Regions from separate parts of the Mus musculus genome. Here region 1 is linked to region 2. A link is a contact called in public HiChIP or PLAC-seq data. All regions are on one chromosome and are shown on one strand. Each heading gives the region's core, a stretch centred on a gene start, on an enhancer-like site or on the middle of the called end of the contact. The rest is flanking DNA. Distances are from core to core; before and after follow the strand shown. Region 1 overlaps Llgl2 (LLGL2 scribble cell polarity complex component). Region 2 holds the start of Mrpl58 (mitochondrial ribosomal protein L58).

Evidence for each region. HiChIP or PLAC-seq counts read pairs in DNA pulled down with a chosen protein or histone mark.
Region 1: a contact with region 2 is called in a FOXA1 HiChIP or PLAC-seq map of pancreatic cancer cells. The contact joins the enhancer-like site here to the promoter of Mrpl58 in region 2. A contact is called at or near these places in 5 of 115 datasets of contacts at active chromatin or transcription factors (embryonic stem cells, epiblast stem cells, large pre-B cells and 2 more) and 2 of 9 other capture datasets (liver and pancreatic islet).

Annotation. Positions count from the first base shown.
Region 1 is chr11:115,837,431-115,841,842 of GRCm38.p6, reverse strand. All of the region lies in intron 2 of Llgl2 (LLGL2 scribble cell polarity complex component), which reads right to left. Among named protein-coding and RNA genes, the nearest start is that of Llgl2, 16 kb to the right of the region's middle. Within about 2 kb of position 2,757, at least 68 of the 459 cell types and tissues checked have an H3K27ac peak or open chromatin away from gene starts, as enhancers often do. A contact at or near this core is called in embryonic stem cells, liver, pancreatic cancer cells and 1 more, where this site is marked.
Region 2 is chr11:115,402,093-115,406,858 of GRCm38.p6, reverse strand. Mrpl58 (mitochondrial ribosomal protein L58) reads right to left here and starts at 3,107. Exons shown (of 6, transcript NM_001347645.1): 1 at 2,899-3,107; 2 at 272-308. The coding sequence starts at 3,084.

The DNA of each region.
Region 1 (4,412 bases), core at 1,508-4,007, 440 kb before region 2:
ACTCCCTGAGCAGCCTAGGACAGCAGTCAAGCGGCCAAGGCTCACTTGTATCAAGAAGATGATATTTAAAGTTTCTCTTATTTCAGCCAATTTAAAGTGTGAACGGATATTCAAACTGTGCACAGTGGTTCCCGCCTGTAATCCCAGCACTCAGGGGGAGCGAAGGCATGAAAGTCAGGAGTTCAAGGGCAGCCTAGGTTATACAGTAAATTCCAGGCCAGCCTGGGCTACAGGCTGTCTCAAAAATCAAACAACTATAAAACAACAACAACAAAAGGAAGAAAGTACATTTGGTTCTGCCACAGTGAAGTGTCTTTACTAAAACAACCTGAAGGGAGGCCAACCTCGGGCCTCACCTTACATCTCCAATCTCAAACTCTTAAGACAGAGCTTTTCAAAGAGTTTATTTTACAACTGAGACTGTTATAAAGTGTAAAAAAAAAAAAAAAATCAGAATTTAGAGACTTAGTATCAACAAAACAAAGCAAATTAGGGACTGGAGTGATGGCTAGTCCATTAAGAGACTCCTCTCCCAGAGGATCTGTGTTAGATTCCCAGCATCCACATGGCGGCTCACACCAGTCTCTGAGTCCAGTTCCAGGGGACCCAGCGCCCTCTTCTGGCCTCTATGGGCAGTGCATGCATATGATAAATAGACATACATGTAGGCACATACACAAACAAAAAATAAAAACAAAAAATAAAAAAATAAACATAAAAAAAATCTTTCCCGGGGCTGGAGAGATGGCTCAGTGGTTAAGAGCGCCGACTGCTCTTCCAAAGGTCCCGAGTTCAAATCCCAGCAACCACATGGTGGCTCATAACCATCCATAATGAAATCTGATGCCCTCTTCTGGAGTGTCTAAAGACAGCTACAGTGTACTTACATATAAATAAATTAATTAATTAAAAAAAAATCCTTCCCCAAACACACACACACACACACACACACACACAAGTCAAAACAACTTACTAATAGCTGTATTGCCTACATGTAAAGATAATATTTTGAGTATATTAAACAGAATTCTTATCTAAATTAAATCTGATTATTTAATGCTAGAAATTTTAAGTTATATACATGGCTCCTATTATATTCTTTGTTTATTTGTTTGTTTGTCTTTCAAGACAGGGTTTCTCTGTGTAGCCCTGGTTGTCCTGGAACTCACTCTGTAGACCAAGCAAGCTGGCCTCAAACTCACAGAGATCCCCCTGCCTCTGTCTCCCGGGTGCTGGGATTAAAGGTGTACACAGCCCAGTCTCCTATTGTAATCTTACTGGACCAACATACTACCCTAGAATATTCTGACTTCGCATCCTCAGGGAAGTCAAGTCAAAGAGAAACACATTTTCAGATTTCTGGCCTCTGAGGCCACGACCTGCCCCGTCAGCTCTTAAGCAGTTCAACAATCCTGCTTGAATCCTTCCTGCTGCAAAGGTTGGGCATCCCCCATCTCTTACTTCCTTCAGAGTCCCAAGGACTGTGACCACTCCTCCCTGTCCTTCCAAAGGCCAGTTGAGAACAGGCACCCAGTCAGGCTCACCAGAATGACATTCAGGATGCCCTGAGCAGTGTGTCCTTGGACTGAACACGAGGCATCTTGTGAATACAGAGTGTGTGTTCTGATTGCTCACCCCAGTGTGAGAACTGTCCCTAGGCTGCGGCTGGCTGCTAGGGTCCTTAGTATTCTGCAGTGTGCCCCCGCCCCCAGGGCATCTTATCCAGCTGACAACACTGAGGGACCAAGGCTCTCTCAAAAGCAAAACAAGGGACATAGGCTCCCATGACTTTCCCTGGACAGGGCCCACATGAGCTGACTCCTTAGAGGAGGCCAAGCCAGGCCTGAGCCCTGTGAGCCCTGTGGGTGGGGCACACGGAAGGCTCAGTGGCCCCTGCTGGGATAAGAAGGAAGGATGTGGCTCAGAACCCAGGGAGGAAACAAGGAGGAACTAGGAAGCCTGGGTGTGTCCTGGGGAAAGCAGGGAAGGGAAGGTCCCAACTACCCGGCACCTAAGTGCCCTGCCCACACTGGTGTCCCTTCCACAGCAGCTAAGACTCTTGTAAACTTTCAAGGTTCGGAGTCCCCTGAGTGTAAGTTCTACATGCTAGTAATCCCCCGCCTTAGTTAGGTCCCTAAAGGGTGAGGTGGCCTTTCTCAAAGGAGCCGCCCACAGAGTGTTGTGGAGCCGCCAAGAGAGTGTCCTGTCCCCTCCCCCCTGTAATCCAGAGCACGTGGGCAGCAGGTAGAGCCTGGGGATACCCCAAGCATAGGATTCCCAGACCCCAGAGAACTCTAAAACAAGAAGGTGGACCAACGCTCTGCAGTTCTCCCTCCCGTTGTCTCCTCAGCCTCTGTCCTGTCCTGTCCTGTCCTGCTACCTGGGCTCAGGTGACCTCTGCTAAGGGAGAAGAGAACAATGGGCTCTTTTGACAGGGAAAGGAGAGCAAAGATGAACAGAAGCCGCCAGACTGTAATATTAGCCCAAGTCCCTGTCAGATTGTGAGAGGTGGGGGTGGGTGGGTAGCGGGTGTTGCCCTTCACCCTTACACTCAGCTGGGGAGGACTGTCCTCCAAGCCCACGGCTTTGGGGACCCTGTAGTGTCTGTCAGGGGCTGAGAGGAGAGCTCCCAGAAGCTGCTGAGGGCCTCAGGAGGGAGGAGGGAGGAGGGAGGAGGGGCAGATCCACCTGCCTGCAGTGGCTCTGCCAGATACTGGGTGTGGTAAGCTCAGATTCCTGGCCCAAGCAACTTGGCCTCTCTGTGTGGTTGTCATCTGACACTGGTGCCCATGTAGGCAAAAGCCACAACAAAACGATGTGGTCTGGGCTGGGCGGGCCTAGTTGGTTAGAAACACACCATTTATTTGATTTGGGAGGTGTGGTGGTGGGGAGGGTTCTGAGGGGGGTGTGTTATTCTGCAGCAGTCCAGCGCAGGCACCTAGGCCTAGGTCTGCTCACACTGGGGTGTGGCTACTAGTGGGTGCCTGGGTTTCACCAGAGGGGCAAGCAGGCCCCAAACAATGTTCAAGGAGCAGGGTTTCACTAAGACCAGGACGTCCGTCCAGCCCCTGAGGTAGTCCCTGTTCCCTTAGCTAGTCTTCAGTGGGAACCTAAGCTGCCTGACTGGGTTGGAGGTGAGTGTGCTAAGAGGGTACAAGTGGTAGACAGCAGGTAAAGACACTGAGCTCCGAGCAAACCATGCTACTTGATGCTGCCCATAAGAAGCGATTGAACATGGGGCTGGAGAGATGGCTCAGCAGTGAAAAGCACTTGCTGCTCTTGCAGAGGACACAGAACCAGTTCCAGCACCCACATGATGGGACACAGCCATCCCTAACTCCAGTTCCAGGAGCTTCTGATCTCTGGAAGCACCAGCCACGCATGTGGTGCCCATACATACATGAAGGCATAACATGCATACATATAGGAAACAAACTAAAATAAATAGAGCCATGAAACCTGTCCACTGCACCAGCCTCCATTAGGGTGCTTAGCAACCCCACTTCACGGAAGAGGAAACTGAGGAATAGACAGGCTAATCAATGTCTACATGGTCACGTGGTGAGAGCTGAATCAGAACCAAGGCCCGGCTATATGGCTCCAGTTCCCTGCCCCAACCACTGTTAACACCCAGCCCTGATGCCTGGCACCCAGCCCCTGAGCTAGACTTGGTCCCCTGGCAGCCAGCCCCTTTTTCTGGTCATGGTCACAACTCCTGGCCAAGGACAGGTAACCCTCATGGCCCTAGCTAGGGCAGCGTCCCCGTTTTGTGTGAGGCATCTTGCTGGCTCTGTGGAAAGGCCTAGAACTGGTTTAGAAGCTGGGATCTGTAAGCTGTTTGGGCATCTGTCGTGTGGCGGGCGATGCCACTGTTCTGTTGTTGCACGCATTGCCCACGACACGCTGCCTGACAGCCTGACCTTCAGGGTGGCACTCCCAGATGTGACCACACCGTGAGTAGCCACTGTGCAGGCGCGGACCCTAACCTGCACATGAGGAATTCCTGTGTGGAGTCTGACAACAGCCCATGCACCTTTGATTCTGTGGCGTTTAGCCAAGCACTCGGTGGACACACGTGTACAGCCCTTCACGTCACGCTGGCTCTGTTTACGTCTCCCTCAACCTAAATCGAAATCTAAGATCATCTCCATTCTAGAGCTGTGCCAAGGCCTCACAGTGAGTGAATGGGGCTATCAGGTGCTAGGTCAATACTCGTCATTGGACTAGATGCTTCACCATGATCCTGTTCTCATCAAAATGGTCAGAGTGACCGGGCACAGTGGGGTATACCGTGAGCCTTTAATCTTAGTATTTGAGAGGGTTGGCGTTAGGTGGAGGCAAGTAGATCTCTGAATTGAAGGCTAGCCTGGTCTACATAGCAAACTCCAGGCTAGCCAAGGCTACATAATGAG
Region 2 (4,766 bases), core at 1,858-4,357:
CGTGGTGGCGCACGCCTTTAATCCCAGCACTTGGGAGGCAGAGGCAGGCAGATTTCTGAGTTCAAGGCCAGCCTGGTCTACAGAGTGAGTTCCAGGACAGCCAGAGCTACACAGAGAAACCGTCTCGAAAAACAAAATCAATCAATCAATCAATCAATCTGGTGTGTGTGGTGCTTGGGACTGACCCCAGGGTCTCGCTCACGCCAGGCAAGTACTATCACTGAGTTAGACACCTAGCCTAAAATGTCTGATTTTCAATAAAATTACTTACCCAGAGGGATGTAACTGCTGGCTTGTTTTGCATGCTCCTGTAATGTGATATATACATACTGTCAAAGAATGAAGTCACTTCGATAATATAAAGCTACAAGTCAATGTTATATATTTTGGGCTGAAGAGATGGCTCGGTGGGTAAAAGCACTTCCTAAGAGTCAAGCCTGACAGCCTGAGCTCCCCTCTGGGTTCCCTGGGATCAACATGGTATTAAGGAAGGACCAACTCCTGTGAGTTATCCTCTGACTTACACTCTTACACACATGCACACGTGTGCACATACACTCACCCATTCATACACTCACACACTTATACACACATTCACACACACTAAATTCAATAAGCACTTTTAAGAAGCTATGCATTAGGTTTCAGGCCTCCAAATCTTGCTGTCAAACCCGTCTCGTCTCGACTCAGACGCTACCTCTTAAGCGCTCCTCTAGGAAGATGCGGCTCAGGCCTCCAGCTGTCCCTGCCCCTGCCTTAAGCTATTGCTGGGTGCCATCAGTGGCCTGTCTCATGGAGAAAGGGATGGATGAGACAAGACAGAGAACACATACATGAGGGCCGCTAAAGACCAATGCTCTCTGCCAACCTGACACAACAATCCTAGTGGGCCGCCCTGTTCCTTCTGGTGCCCACAGGAAGCCGGCAGCAGGCAGTCTACCTTGATCAGGTTCTGGTTCACCTGGGGGGCTGGCGTCAGACTGAGCTCCTCATGTCAGGTCTCCCCCTCATCGAGCTCTTCATTCAGCAGCAGCACCCTCCAACTTTAAGTCCTCAGGACCACAGAGTGCAACAAATCCCACCCCGGGGGCTCCTCTGGCCTCCAAGCCCAAGTGTGTCCATCTGCACCTCTCCATGCCTTCATCACTTGATCTCTAGACCTCACTCAGCTCATGCTGCTCTCTCTGAAGACACCTCTTTGCTAAGCCACCCTCCTCAGGTTTCCTCTGGCCTCTTCTGAATACCCGTTTACCCCTGCCCCCCGCCCCCAGACGATTTCATCCTTCTAAGCTGATGGAAAAGCCATTAATACTGGTGACTCCCTACTTTTGGGCTCCAGTAAACCTCTGCTCACTACAGTCCCACAGACCCTGCTTGTTCTCAGTTTACTTCCAATCCAGTAGGGAAGAATCCTCTAGACTTTCTTCAAAAGATGCCTAGGACCTAATCACCTTCAAGGCTCCTATTGCTTCCAGCCTGCTCATCCTGTCTTGCCTATGTTACTGTGACCTATATTACCGCAATCTCCTAACTTACATTCTAGCTGTTGCCATTCTCCAGGCTTCTGTCTGTAACACTGTGTAGCAGTCAATCTTGTAAAACTAAAATGTATCATTCTATTCCTGGCTCCACCCACTTCTCTCAACTGCCTCACTCAGCCACACTTGTCCAGCATGCTACTGTTCTGAAATGGTTGCACCTGCTCTGCTGGGGACACTCATCTCCCCAGTATTCTCATGTCTTCCTTCCAGGTCTTTGTACGTGACAAGGTCTCATATAATCCAGGCTGGCTATGAGCCAATTGATTTTTCCTGCCTCTGCCTCAAGTGCTTGGGTTACAGATTCAGGCCACTGTGGCCCATTCTTCCAGGCTTTTCCCAGATCACTCTACCTAAAACTTCAATGCTTAGCTGGGTTTGTTGGTATATGCCTGTAATCTCAGTACTTGAGAGGCAGGAAGATCACTGCAAACTAGAGATCATCCAGGGCTTTTAAAGAGCTTTTCTCACAACATGTATCAGTACAGTGATACATGCCAGTAATCTTTACGCGTGGGAGATGAACGTGGAAGGATCAGGAGCTCATAGCCACCCACAGCTATGTAGCAAGTTCGAGTCTAGCCTAGGCTACATGAGATCCTTTGTCCAAACAAACAACAAACCTACAACTGTTATTATCTCTAGCTTCACCTTTGCCTTCTGAGTCTTACTATCTCTGAAGTATCATATTTAGTGTTACTTGGGTTTATTCATTTATTTTTGTCTGTCGCCCTCCAGTATACGAGCTTTACAGCCTTAGGATTTCTGTTTTACTACTCTCTGCCCCAAATTAGCACTGTGCTAACAGCATGCTCTCAAAAGATGTCTGCTGAATGAGGTGCGAGTGGATGAATGAAAATACTTGATGCTCTTTCAATCCTACAGGTGCAGCTCAATAGATGCTCTCTTTCCTGCTCAGGCCCCACGCAGTACCACTACATGACGCAGGCTAAACATGGACCCTTAGGGACCAAACCAGCTTTGTCTCAGGCTTCCTAACGTTACTAGGGTCAAAAGACTGGGTAACGTCCCAACTTGCGGATCTCAGGTTTTACTACTTTCAAGGTCCATAATGCACATCTTCCCATATAATGTGAGCCTGAAGGCCGGGAAGCAAACGTGGACAAACTAACGATCTAGAAAGACGCGTATGTGGCGGCTCTCTCCCAGGGTCTGCACTACCCGAGCCACGAGGGTTGCAATCACACTCTACAGTCCCAGCACATCCCGCACCTCCGGCCGGGTTACTAGGGCGATCAGTTCCTCCTGGGGCAACCAAAACCTTGCAAGCCGCCCGGCTTCCTCGCGTCACCTAGCAGCGGGAGGAACCGCCCTTTCCGTCCCGCCTTTCTCGGCTCACCGGGACCTTCCAGGCGGTATCCGCGCCCTTGGACTCGGGGTACAGCTTGTCCAGGCTGTAGATGCTCTGGAACGTGGTGCCGTCTACCTGTCTGTGCAGAGCCCGGCGAGCACAGCGCGCGGGCGGCGCGAGCAACAACGTTCCAGTTCGGCTCAGGCCCCAGCGTAGGCCCCAGGCGGTCGCCATGTTCACCTCCCAGGACCGCTTCCGGTGCTCACTCTTCCGGCGGTCCGCCAGCCTTGGCTGAGCTGGCTCTTAAGTTCCGCCGGGTTTCTCGGGCTCCGGGCTGTCCACCTTGGCGGTGATGGTGGGAAGTGGTGCGCACCCAGCTGACATCTGGTAGAGGTTGACCGGCAGATAGAGACCACCTACGGGAGATTTTTCTTAAAAAGATTCCTGTATGGGTCTGACTGAGCGGTGCTCACCTGCAGTCCCAGCACTGCTCTCAAGGCTAAGGCAGATGAGAGCCTAACCTAGTCACATAGCCCCTGTCATAAAAATAATACATACATGGCCAGGCGTGGTGGCACTTAATCCCAGCACTTGGGAGGCAGAGGCAGGTGGATCTCTGAGTTCGAGGCCAGCCTGGTTTACAGAGTGCGTTCCAGGACAGCAAGGGCTATGCAGAAAAAAAACCCTGTCTTGAAAAACCATAAAAAAAAAATAATAATAGTACATACATACACACATACATACATACATGGCCAGGCCTTAATCCTTGCACTTGGGAGGCAGAGATAGGTGGACCTAGGCTAGCCTGGTCTACAAAGTGAGTCCAGGACAGCCGAGGCTTCTATACAGAGAAACTCTGTCTTGGAAAAATCATTTTAAATGTGTGTGTATGTAAACAAATATATAAATGCATAAATACATAAACAAACACTGGATCTAGCATCCTAGAAACACCCTTTTCTCTTTTTTGAGTCTGTTCTCCTTCCCTGGACCCTTGAGCAACCTAACTAGATACAGCAAGGACGACCTTACCTGCTAAGCTCGGACTTTCCCTGCCCTTTCCTATCCCTTGTTCAGTGTGAGCCACATTCCTAACTTGCTTTAGATAGATGAGTGGATAGACAGTCAACCAATCTTTGTGTGTTCGATTTTGAGCTTAAGGGTTGGTTTTGTGGTATTTATTTAGGCAGGTTTCAATTATGTAGCCCTAGCTGGCCTGGAGCTCACTATATACAGCAGGTTGCCTGCCTCTCAGTCCAGAGCATTGGTATTAAAAGCTTACCCAACCAGGTCTGTCTTTTGCTTGTGTTTTGAGACAGGGTTTCAACCTATTTAGCTCAGACTAGTCTTGAACTCCTGACCCTCCTGCCTTCACCTCACAGGTGTTCAGATTTGTACCACTACTCCAAGGCCCAGTCTTATGTTCTAACATATTGCCTGTCTCCAAGTTAGAATGTAAGGTCTCTGCTGTATCCCAAACATGCAGAGTGTGTCACATCACAGACATACCACGACTGTGGGTCAAGTGAATTTCATGGTAGTTCACGTTTTTGTTGTTCTTTGGTTTGGTTTTTCTTTTTCTTCTTTTTTTTTTTCCTCATGACAGTATTTCTGTGTAACCTTGACTGTTCTGAAACTCGCTCTGTAAACCAGGCTGGCCTTGAACTCTTAAAGATGCACCTGCTCTACCTCCTGACTGCTGGGATCAAAGGCAAGTGCTACTATGCCCAGCAGCAGTTCATTTTTGTAAGTTGAGTTTCAGTCAAGTTGAATCAACTTCAGGTTTTTTGTTTTTATCTACAAAACAGCCTTATAAGCCACTCACACCCATGTGAGAGTTGTGATGAATGGCTTTGCTTATACCCAGCCAGGGATGGGAGGCAGATCACTGGAAGTGGTTCTAAATACAGGCATCT